Linked DNA regions of Capra hircus: region 2 is linked to region 1. A link is a contact called in public Hi-C data. All regions are on one chromosome and are shown on one strand. The core of a region is the stretch at or near the end of the contact, and the rest is flanking DNA. Distances in the headings are between cores, read along the strand shown. Region 1 holds the start of PMP22 (peripheral myelin protein 22). Region 2 has its middle 26 kb from the start of CDRT4.

Region 1 (5,971 bases), core at 791-3,290:
GTGGGGGGGGTTTGCTGGGACACCATGCTCATTGGTCCCCATCACCACCATGTCAGCAGAGGACTGTGGGAAACTCTTCTCGCTCTCTGTCTCTGTCTCTCTCTCACACACACATACACACACATCAGGTATACATACAATGTATACCTTGCTATGCCTGCCCAGACTCTGACTACAGCTGTGTAACACTGCAGCCTGCACTGGGGCTTACCTCGATTTGGGGCCACCTGACACCATATGATGCAAAGAACTGACTCATTGGAAAAGACCCCGATGCTGGGAAAGATTGAAGGCAAGAGGAGAAGGGGCTAGAGAGGATGAGATGGTTGGATGGCATCATCGACGCTATGGACACGAGTTTGAGCAAACTCCGGGAGATGGTGAAGGACAGGGAAGGCTGGCGTGCTGCAGTCCACGGGATCACACAGAGGCAGACACGAATGAGCAACTGAATGGAACTGACGCCACGTGACGATCTGACTGGATGCTGGCACATCCCGGTGAATGTTAGAAATGACCTACAGCTGAGCCCCCTCCCAGACCACCGCGTCCATGTGTGGTTCTGGGTCTGGGCAAGGACGTTCCCAATCAAGGACTGATTCTGAGGAGCAGCCAAAGTTGAAATCCGAGATATGGCAACAGGCTAAATGGTTTCCCTGTGACTGGGGAGATGCTGCCTGGGGGCAGGACTCCCTCCTGCCTGTGGAGTCCAGCAGAACAGAACAGAAAGTGTCAGGGACCTCCCTGCATGCATGGGTGCTCCAGACGGGGGACCCTTCACAGAAGAGGGAGATAAACTGCCCGAATTTCAGGAAACTCATTCACTGAAACCAAGCCCCCTTGCCCGGAAGCTTCCACCTAGAGACCTTGGGAGAGATGCAGGACATTGTCTGTCTTTCTTTTTTAAAATTAATTTTTACTGGAGTACAGTTGTATTTCAATGTTGTGTCAGTTTCTGCTGTACAATAAAGTGAATCAACTATACGTATACATATATCCCCTCATTCTTGGCTTTCCTTCCCATTCAGGTCACCACAGGGCATTGAGGAGAATTCCCTGTGCTCTGCAGCAGGTTCTCATTAGTGATCGACCTTAAACACAGTGTCAATCTGTTATATGTGTCAATCCCAGTCTCCCAGTTCTCCCACCCCTTGGAGAATGTTTTCTGAAAGCTTGAAGGGGTCCAAGCGTCAAAGAGTCTGAGAAGCACCCTCCTTTCCTTTGCGTGGCTCTCCATAGCTTTTCCATCGTTCTTCCAACCTGTCCTGCCCGACATGTTAGAATGTTCTCAACAGAGGCTTATTTATTTGAATTATCTCCTGAAGGTCAACATTTAATCCTGACTCGATTAAAAGCCCATGGAAGACAGAGCTGTAGGAACCCTTTTCCAGGAGCTGTGTGTCAATGCCTGCCTGCGTGACAGGGCAGAGAGAGGTCTAGACAGTCATGGCAGGTGGCGGGGGCCCTTTGTGGCTGGGGGCTGGGATGGGGGTCCTGATTTGGTTCCCTGCTGAGATCCTGTGAAGGGATGACCTGTGCAATGTCTGAGTGCCTTAAAATGATGTTGTTGATAAAGGGTGAAACCTACCTGCACACACGTTATACACATAGTGCACTGCACTGGCCTCAAAGTCTGTTTGAGCTTTTGTATACGCTGAAAAGAAAAACCTGAACGAACCTTTTGGCCCACCCCATGTTTCATCTTCGAAGACTTCACTGGGGGTGGGGGGACACTGAGGACTGGGTGATCACTTTGCTCTGATACAGGCTGGCACTGGCGGTGAGAATGGCCTCGGCATCCCAGCTTTCGGGCACACCTGGAGCTCCTCTCCCTCCAGTCCAGGCTGCCCACGCTCCAAGGGCCTCTTGGGATCACTGTGTTCTGGTGAGGACACAAAGCTGGGTGCTGTCTCTTTAAACAGTAGAGGCTGAGACGCTCTCAGGCCACCATGACATATCCCAGCATTGGACCAGCCCCTGAATAAACTGGATAGACGCCTGGTCTGGCTTCAGTTACTGGGGAGCACCACCAGGGCGCATTCCGGGGATCCTGGTGGGAAGCAGCAGGACTAGACCTGCCAGCTGCTGGTGTCTCGGCTGCCCTGTCCTGGGAGGGGCCTGCCTGACACGCGTCCGAGTGTGAAGAGAGCTGCGTGGAGGAAGGGGTGACCCTGTTTGGCCCGGTGAGTTGTCTTGGCAGACTGTGCCTCTGGATGGTGTGTGCTCATGATTTACAGAGCACTTGCTGCCCAGCCCCACACCCTGCAAACCACAAATGGAAAGGATCGCAGGGGAGATGGCGCGCGTGTTGGAAATGACCAGAGAATCCGAGGGTTTCTAAAATCCTTGGTTAAGAGCTGGATATACACTCTGGCTGGGGAGGCCAGAAAAGCCCATTGGGAGCACCTAGAAACCCTGGCACATCCAGAGTTGAAGGGAGGAAGGGGACCAGACACGCCTGCCCTGATGGAAAACAGCTCCACGCACACAGCTGGCAGGTGACCTTGGATTGTAAGCAGGTTGGGGAGAAGCTTCCACTCGTAACGGAGCCCTGGCCGGGATCTGGGTGTGGCCGAGCTGGTGACATCACCCGAGGCGGCAGCATTTGTCTTCCACAGCTGGGGGGCTGAGTGGGCAGGAGGCAGGGGAGGGGCAGTGAAGTGACTGATTGACAGGGACAGGTGGGTTCAGATGTCCTGCAGTGTGACTATTGTGTGACGTGGTTAATGACGAAAACCTTGGGTGCAAAGGGAAGGAAGAAGAGATGAGCTATGCCTTACCCTGTGTGCACTTTTCTAGATGTCTATATTTCATTCAGAAGTTTAGCTGGGAAAAAGATAAGAAAGGAAGAAAATCCTGAGTAGATATGCTAATATTTATAAAGTGCTTAGAACAGTCCCGGGAACCTGGTGATCGTGTCAATGTTGGTTTAATAAATAAAAAGTCTGGATAGCACAAAGGCAGGCAATAATTCCCAGGGCAAACCCAGCCTAGAATATGACCCAGGAGGAAAGTGATCACTCCCATGAGTTTAGTTAGTCCCACCTACAAATGTGCTTTCAATCTAGGGGGCTGATAAGCAATTTTAGTTTAGGGGGTCGGGCTTTCCTTAAAATGTTGTCGTGAGGATTAAATGTGAAATAATATTAATAATAAGAGTGACAATTTCCTGGGTACTACTGATCCTTTATTTGGTTCCAGACACTATGCTAAGTATTTCACACACTATCTCTTTTAATCAACACCATTACCTTTTAGAATGGGCATTCGCAGTCCTGTTTGCAGATGAGAAAACTGAAGCACCCGGTACCTCAGCAAACTGACCAAATCCACAGCCCTGAGTAAGCAGGCTAATCCGGTTTGTTTGAGCCTCCATGGCTAACCAGTGCACCACACCGCCTCTTACAGACCACCTCAGAGTCCTGCTAACCCACCTGCCGTATCACTGGGCAGTGAACAAAAATTTCCCAAGGATTGTCTTTTTAATCTAAGGATTTTTGAAAGACAATTGTTTGAAGAATTTTTCCAAATTATCTTTGCTTGAAGAATGTATAATTAGCTACCACAGGCAGCTGCTTTCAGATAGTAAAATAAGTAGATGCGGGTATTTGAGTCATTCAGAGCGCTGATGTTCTGTGACACAGAGCGCTGGCAGGTGCTGATGACTTGTGTATGACCTGCTGCGTTGGCAGGCAGACCTGTTACGCCCACCTTCCCGCTCCGCGTTCCTGCATCAAGGCGGGCTCCCAGAGCGTCTTCCCCTCTTACTGGGGCGCACCCACCCTGAGCCCGGAAGGGCTATCCTCTCTCCCCGTGACGCTGGGCGGACCGCCTTCAGCCGGCTATGAATCAGCTGATTTCCCTGGCTGCTCTTCCCCCACCTCAAATGGCCAACTCCCCACCCTGTGGCCGGGGACGCCAGCCCAGGCCGGGCATCAAGCCAGCAAACTCGTCTGGAGCGTACCCGGTTGTGGTCTGGATTTGCCCAGCGACCCCCGGGCGCGCTGTCCTGCAGTGGGCAGCCTTTTCCCCTTCTCCTCCAACTTTCCCCCAAGCAGGCCCGCTAGATCCGTCCCGGGAATCCGAGGCAACTGGCGCACCGCCTGGGCGCAGACGGGATCGCGCGGGCGGGCTCGGTGCGGGTGAGCCCCGCTAGGACGCTGGGGCAGGCCAGGGGCGCCAGGACTCCAGGGGAGGGATGTCTGCCTGCGCTTAAGTGCCATCTCCCCCTATCCGTGGGAGGCGCATCCAGGCTGGACCTCCGCGTGGGCGCGGTCCGAAGGCGTGCGTCCCAGAGCCCGGCGCTGGGCACCCGCGGGGGCAGCCTCTGGTCGACTTTCTCACGTGGGCGGAGGGGGCGGAGGGGCCAGTATATCGGTCAACTCTTGGTCTCGGTAAAGTGAGCGAAACCAGGGGAAACGGAGGTGAGAAAGCTGCGCGGTCTGCTAGTTTCCAGGATAAGTCCCAGTGGTTTTGCCGTCATCGACTTTCTCCCGGGGCGCAGCGTAAGGCCCAGGCTGTCTCCTGCCCTCCCTCTCTTCCCGCTGCTCTCTCCCCTCCCCGAGTCCCGCCCCCCTGCACACGCTGACCCAGGGACACACCCTACTGCAGCGACGCAGACAGGGCGTTGTTCCCGTTAAAGGGGAACGCCGGGAGCCTCCCTCCTGCCCCTCGCTTGGCGCGCGTAGCCCCGCAGCGCAGCTGTCTTTGCGGACGCCAGCCGCTGAGCGCACGCACGGAGTGTGTGCCCGAGGCAGCTCTGAGGATCTCTGAGGATCGGGGACAGCTATCCTTTGGGCCGTAAGTGCTTTGGCCGGGAGAGTGGAGGAGACGGAGGAGGAATGCGGGCATCTTCCATCGACGGCGCCAGAAAGCGCGGAGCGAGGGGGCTTCGGGCTGGCGCGGTCCCCGATAGCTGGCAGAACACCGCCTGTCCGGCGTCGTTCCTGCGGGGCTTGTAAGGGTCTGGTATGGAGAACCTGCGGGTCTATGAACCGCCGGGGGCGCGAGTGCTGATGTCTGGATGTGGGGAAGGCGCGGAGGACTTTTCGTCTCGCTGGAAAGTCGCCTACTCGGAGACTCGCTGGCAAAGCAGTCCTTGCGGTGGACATCTTCAGGGTATAGGGTCCCCGGGGCCCCTCAATTTCTAGCTACATACCCGTTCATCTTTCTCTTGTCTCCCCCCACTTCCCTCCCCCGCCTCCTCGGCATGAGGAGTCACTGGATTTAATTTAAACCTTCTGGGAGACGTCAGAAAACCCTGCTTATTTCTTCTCACGTTCCAGGTTTTTTTTTTTTTTTTTTTTGGAAAGTGTTACTGAAGGAGAGGACGGAGGGGCCTGACTGGGTACTTTAACACTGAAGTTATTGAATCATTGTTTCTAGCCCAAGACTCTGTCCTTCAGCAGTTCTCTAAACGCAGCTCCGTCTTAGCAACGTGCGGATCCTCCCGCAGATCAGACCCGGGATGTGAGGTGTGGGGTGAGGACCACACCGTGGCGGATAGAAGAGGTCCTGCCGGCTCCGTGCTGCTGCACTTATTTATGGGGGGGCTCACCCCGTTACCCCCGCCTCTCCTTCGCACGGACACTTGCTCCCCTCCAGCCAGGGCCCTGAGCGCATCGGCCCGACCAGCGCCCGGGGAGGGCAGGAGGCACCGGCCCCAGCAATTCTCCCGGGCGGTTCTTTCCTCTTCCCTCGGCTCTGCGCCTTCTCTACGGGGCCGCGGGTGTCTTTGCCAAGCGGTGGTGGGGTCAGGGCGGCTCCCCCGCGCGGGCCAAACTTGGGTGGAAACTCGGAGCCTAACGAAACGCGGAGCAGTCTGGGGACCCGCCTCTCCGTCTCGCGCTCTCCCTCCCGGCACGCCGCTGGTATCCCCGGGCCTCTCGCAGAGACCTAAGCCCTTGCCCCCAGCCCCCACCTCCACTCCACCGGGAGAGCGCTCGCTCTCCCTTTCCTGCCCCCCTTCCGC
Region 2 (5,258 bases), core at 1,730-4,229, 190 kb before region 1:
GAGGGAGATACTCTCACCATTTTACACATAAGGAAACAGGCCTGCAGAATGTAGGAATTCACCCAAGTTCATGGTGTGTCTGGTATATGATGGTGCCAAGACTCAGATCTGGCGAGTCTGACTGAGGCTTGAGTTACACTGCCAGGTACCATGTGCGATGCTTCCCCAATCATAGCGCATAGGACACTGCCTAGTAATTCGTTGTGTATGTGTGTATCTGCTTGTATCAGTCAGAGAAACAGACCAGCAGGAGATATAAACGTGAGCTACCCAGGTGGCGCTAGTGGTGAAGAACCTGTCTGCCAATGCAGAAGAGATAAGAGACGCAGTTTCCATCCCTGGGTTGGGAAGATCCCCTGGAGGAGGAAATGGCAACCCACTCCTGTATTCTTGCCTGGAGAACCCCATGGACAGAGGAACTTGGTGGGCTGCCATCTTTGGGGTCACAAAGAGTTGGAAATGACTTGAGTGACTAAGCTCATACACACATTCTATGCTGAAAACCTAACCACTGTGACTATTTGGAGGCAGAGCTTTTAGGAGGTAACTAAGAGGTTAAATAAGGCAGGATGGGTCCTTATAGGTGGCCTTATAATAACAGGAAGAGAGATCACTTCCTGTGCCCACGCCGAGGAAAGGCCATGTGAGGACACAGAGAAACTGTCTGTCTGCAGGTCCAGCTGAATCCATTGGCACTCTGATCTTGGACTTCCATCCTCCTGGAACTGTGAGAGGTGAACTTCTATTAGCTTAAGCCACCTTGTCTATGCTGCTTTGTTACCGCAGCCCAAGCTGACTGCTACAGTCTTAACCGGAATGAACAGTAGTATTTTTAAAGCTTGTCTCATAGAGGATGTGAAATGAGCCAGAGAAGCATAAAGGAAGGAAACACTAATTTTCATGAAGGCTTTTCCAGCTCCAGGAACAAAATAGAAGCTCTTTCTGCATCTTATTGGGTCCCGCCTTCTCCAGGGGATATTCCCAACCCAGGAATCAAGCCCACGTCTCCTGCATTGGCAGGTAGATTCTTTACCACTAAGCCACCTGGGAAGCCCTTGAAGGGATTAGCAAGGTTAAAAGTGATGGAGATATAAAAAGGGGAAATAATGATAACTTATTGTTCATGACTTTTTAAAAATAAAGTGAGTTTCAACAACAACAAAAAGTCATGAGGCCCCACACCACAAGGCAGGAATTTGGACACTGAGAAGGAAATGGCAACACACTCCAGTATTCTTGCCTGAGAAATCCCATTGTCAGAGGAGCCTGGCAGGCTATACAGTCTCTGGGTTTGCAAAGAGTCAGACACAACTTCGTGACTAAACAACAACAATCCCTTCAAGCCTGGTTTCCTTGTCTGAAAAACTCGGACAATAAAACCCACCTCACAGAATTGTGGGAATTAAATGATAACTTATGTGCCAGCCACTTCCCTGGTGGCTCAGACGGTAAAGCGTCTGTCTACAATGTGAGAGACCCGGGTTTGAGTCCTGGGTTGGGAAGATCCCCTGGAGAAGGAAATGGCAGTCCATTCCAGGACTATTACCTGGAAAATCCCATGGACAGAGGAGACTGGTAGGAGCCTGGTATAGCCTCCTCAATACATAGGATTGATTTACACATGCTCCTGGACCAGGCATTCTCACACATCACTGGTGGGACTCTCAACTGGATGAACCTCTAAAAATGCTCAGAAATAACTATTGTTGTTGTTTTGTAGTTCAGTCGCTAAGTTGTGTCTGACTGCCCGTGACCCCATGGACTGCAGCCCATCATGCTTCCCTGTCCTTCACTGTCTCCCAGTGTTTGCTCAGACTCATGTCCATTAAGTTGGTGATGCCATCCAACCATCTCATCCTCTGTCACCCCCTTCTCCTGCCCTCAATCTTTCCCAACATCAGGGTCTTTTCCAATTAGTCGGTTTTTTGCATCAGGTGGCCAAAGTACTGGAGCTTCAGCTTCAGCATCAGTCCTTTCAGTTAACATTCAGGGTTGGTTGGTTTCCTTTAGGATTGACTGTGCTGATCTAAACACAGACTAAACTACAAATACATGTTGTGGGGGACTTCCATGATGTGGTAGCAAGGACTGGACTGAACCTCTCATTGTAAACAATGGTAAAGCTCAACAAGATACATAAAATAATTTCCTCTACTACCTTGGCATCGTACCACAAATGGTGCACAATGGTGGTGCCTGAGAAAAGGGATAAAAATGAAGTGAGCCTTTTAGTTGCCTTGGATTTCCACCTGCAGGCAGTTTCTGATGCTGAGATGGGGAGGAGGAACCCAGAGAGAGGCAGGCAATCCCTCCCAGACTTTCCTGGTAGTCCAGTGGTTAAGAGTCCACCTTTTAATGCAGGGGACAGTTTCCATCCCTGGTAGGGGAACCAAGATCCCACAAGCCTCAGGGCAGCTAAGCCTGCGTGCTCTGGAACTTGAGCTCACTATCCCACATGCTGCAACTAAGACCCGATGAAACCAAGAGACAAAAAAGCGCATATTGAGAAAACTAGAAAAAAGTCCCTGAAAAACCCACACCGTAAAAAATTCAAGTACAAAGGAACAGAGCAATTTTCCCTACACATCTTTGGCATTTATATTTTTATTTGATTTCTCACCTCCTTGCATTCCTTGTTGAAGGCAGAGACCACTGTCATGCGTCTCCCCCCACCCCCCCATGACAAACCCCTTGGGTACCACGTGTTTCCTCAATACCTGACTCCTCATGTGTAGACCCTTGGCCTGAAGAAGGGCTGGCAAATGTGTACCTATGTGCTGCCCACCTTCCTGGGCCCTGACAGACATCACTAGTCAAGCCTGGAGTACTTCCCCAATGAGCTTGGTTGTAGCCAGGGTTCTATTAATAGGTTCTATTAATAGATGGTTGCTTCTAATTCACTAGCATTAGTGCTGACAGTGTTTAACTGTTTGGCATCCTGGGCCTGAAGGAACGCTTAGGATTCAGAAAGGCGCAGTAACATCCTGTCCCGGACATGGTCTAAGTTTTCTGCCAGCTGTCATCTGCTTTCCAGTACGTGGGCACGGCTGGCATGCTGGCGGTCTGGCTGAGAGCCGGCGGCGGGGTGGGGGGAGGCAGACATTCTGGGGGCACTGGAGGCTTGGGATGCCTTGGGGCTGATGGAATGAAGAGGCTTTTGAGCTTGGCTGGGGTGCTGACAGAGTGTCCAGGGTTGCAACCATGGCGGGTGGAAGTTGGGACTTGATCACAGCTCTGAACCCCTTGTTTTGGGGGTGGATCCTGATGTGATGTTGGCCCCTGCTTTGGACTCTTAGTGCCTGAGGGGTCCTCTGTGAGCACCTGCAGTTGTTCTCGGCTGAGGATTATCTCGGCCTAATTTGCAGACGGAATAGAAAGAGACTGGGTGTGAGACCAGGCTCGGAACTCATGTTCTGTCTCTGCCGCTTACCGGCCAAGCAGTCCAGCTTCTACCTCTGTTTTTTTTTTAATTTACTTATTTTTTTTAATTGAAGGATAATTGCTTTGCAGAATTTTGTTGTTTTCTGTCAAACCGTAACATGAATCTCTAAGGAGGGGTTGGCGACATCAACTCAGGAAGTTGTTTGGAGATTTAATGAGACAAAGTAGGTAATATATGAAGCACACAGTGGATATTAAAAATAATCAGCACTGGGACTTGCCTGGGGGTCCAGTGGTTAAGAATCTGCCTTGCAATACAGGGGATGTGGGTTCCCTCCCTAGTCAGGGAACTAGAACTAAGATCCCACATGCCTTGAGGCAGCTTACCTTTGGACCTCTAGTGCCGCACTGAAGACCTGCCACAGCCGAATAAATGAATACACGAGCAGCACTGACATACTGTTTACTGTGTGCTGCGCTGTGAGGTAGCTTCCCTCAGAGCATCTGCCTGCAGTGCAGGAGACCTGGGTTCGATTCCTGGGTCGGGAAATCCCCTGAAAAAGGAAATGGCAACCCACTCCAGTATTCTTGCCTGGAGAATCCCATGGACAGAGGAGCCTGGCGGGCTACAGTCCATGGGGTTTCAAGAGTCAGACACGACTTAGCGACTAAACAACTACTACTACTGGACTAATTCAGTTAACGTTCATGGCATTGCTCATGCTGTGAGGTTCTATAAATATCATCATAACTTGATAAGGTGAGGGGAGCTCAGAGCGGTTGGTTCTGCCCAGGGTCACGCAGCTGGTCTCTGCTAGAGACCTGAGTGTTCTGACCTCTGGCCTGCACTCTCAGCCACTGTTCTCCCTGTGGAGGCCAGTCCCCTTCGCCACAGTATGGCCAGCAACTCGTATTCATTGACCACCAGCTTTGTGCCAGCACCTGTGTTAGGTGCTGGGAAATACAAATATTAATGTTATATTTGGGAATGAATGAATGGGGACATGAAGTTGAGTGGGATATGGTTTTGGGGTCATGGAAAGCTTGTAATTGGTGTAGGGTGATGGGATGGGAGAGAGAAACCCAAACAGCAGCAAAGAAGGGTCCTACGGAAATGACTGGCAAACTCAGTGTCCTTTCAGAGATCTCCGCGGGTAGATTATTTGACATGCTCAGTTGCTCATTTGTGTCTGACTCTTTGTGACTCCATGGACTTCAGCCCACCAGGCTCCTCTGTCCATGGGATTCTCCAGGCAAGGATACTGGAGTGGGTTGCCATTCCCTTCTCCATCTTCTCTCTTCTTGCTGTTGCCTCTGCACTGATGACCTGCTGTGGGCATCCCTGAGCCTCCCTGTGCCTGGAGACCCCAGAGCAAGGGAGAGGCTGATGAAAGATGGATTTTAGGATAATTGCGGTCTCAACCCCTTGGAGTGGTGTTGAGAGGCTCGTGTCTTTATGACCTGGCCTTTCTGGATTCTGCTTCTCCACAAACAAAAATGAGTATGAAAAAAAAATTCCATTCTTTCTCTCCTCTGAATCCAAGTGACCCTGGTAACATTTCATCATGAAAGTCACATCCAGGGAGGGAAATTGAAGGGGGAGGGGACACATGTGTACATATATTAATGTATGGCAGAGACCAATATTGTAGACCAAAAGTGAAGTGAAGTCACTCAGTCGTGTCCGACTCTTTGCAACCCCATGGATTGTAGCCTGCTAGGCTCCTCCAACCATGGGATTTTCCAGGCAAGAATACTGGAGTGGGTTGCCATTTCCTTCTCCAGGGGATCTTCCTGACCCAGGGATCAAACTCTGGTCCCCCGTACCGCAGGCGAACTGTTTACCATCTGAACCACCAGGGAAACCGTGTGGAGCA

Evidence for each region. Hi-C and Micro-C count contacts between places; a contact is called where the count stands out from the background.
Region 2: a Hi-C map of liver shows a contact between it and region 1, with 2.9 times the contacts expected there. The contact joins the enhancer-like site here to the promoter of PMP22 in region 1. A contact is called at or near these places in 2 of 5 Hi-C or Micro-C datasets (blood and liver).

What each region holds. Positions count from the first base shown.
Region 1 is chr19:32,459,833-32,465,803 of ARS1.2, reverse strand. PMP22 (peripheral myelin protein 22) reads left to right here and starts at 2,040. Exons shown (of 5, transcript XM_005693588.3): 1 at 2,040-2,183.
Region 2 is chr19:32,646,677-32,651,934 of ARS1.2, reverse strand. No RefSeq gene overlaps it. Among named protein-coding and RNA genes, the nearest start is that of CDRT4, 26 kb to the right of the region's middle. Within about 2 kb of position 2,979, at least 3 of the 5 cell types and tissues checked have an H3K27ac peak or open chromatin away from gene starts, as enhancers often do.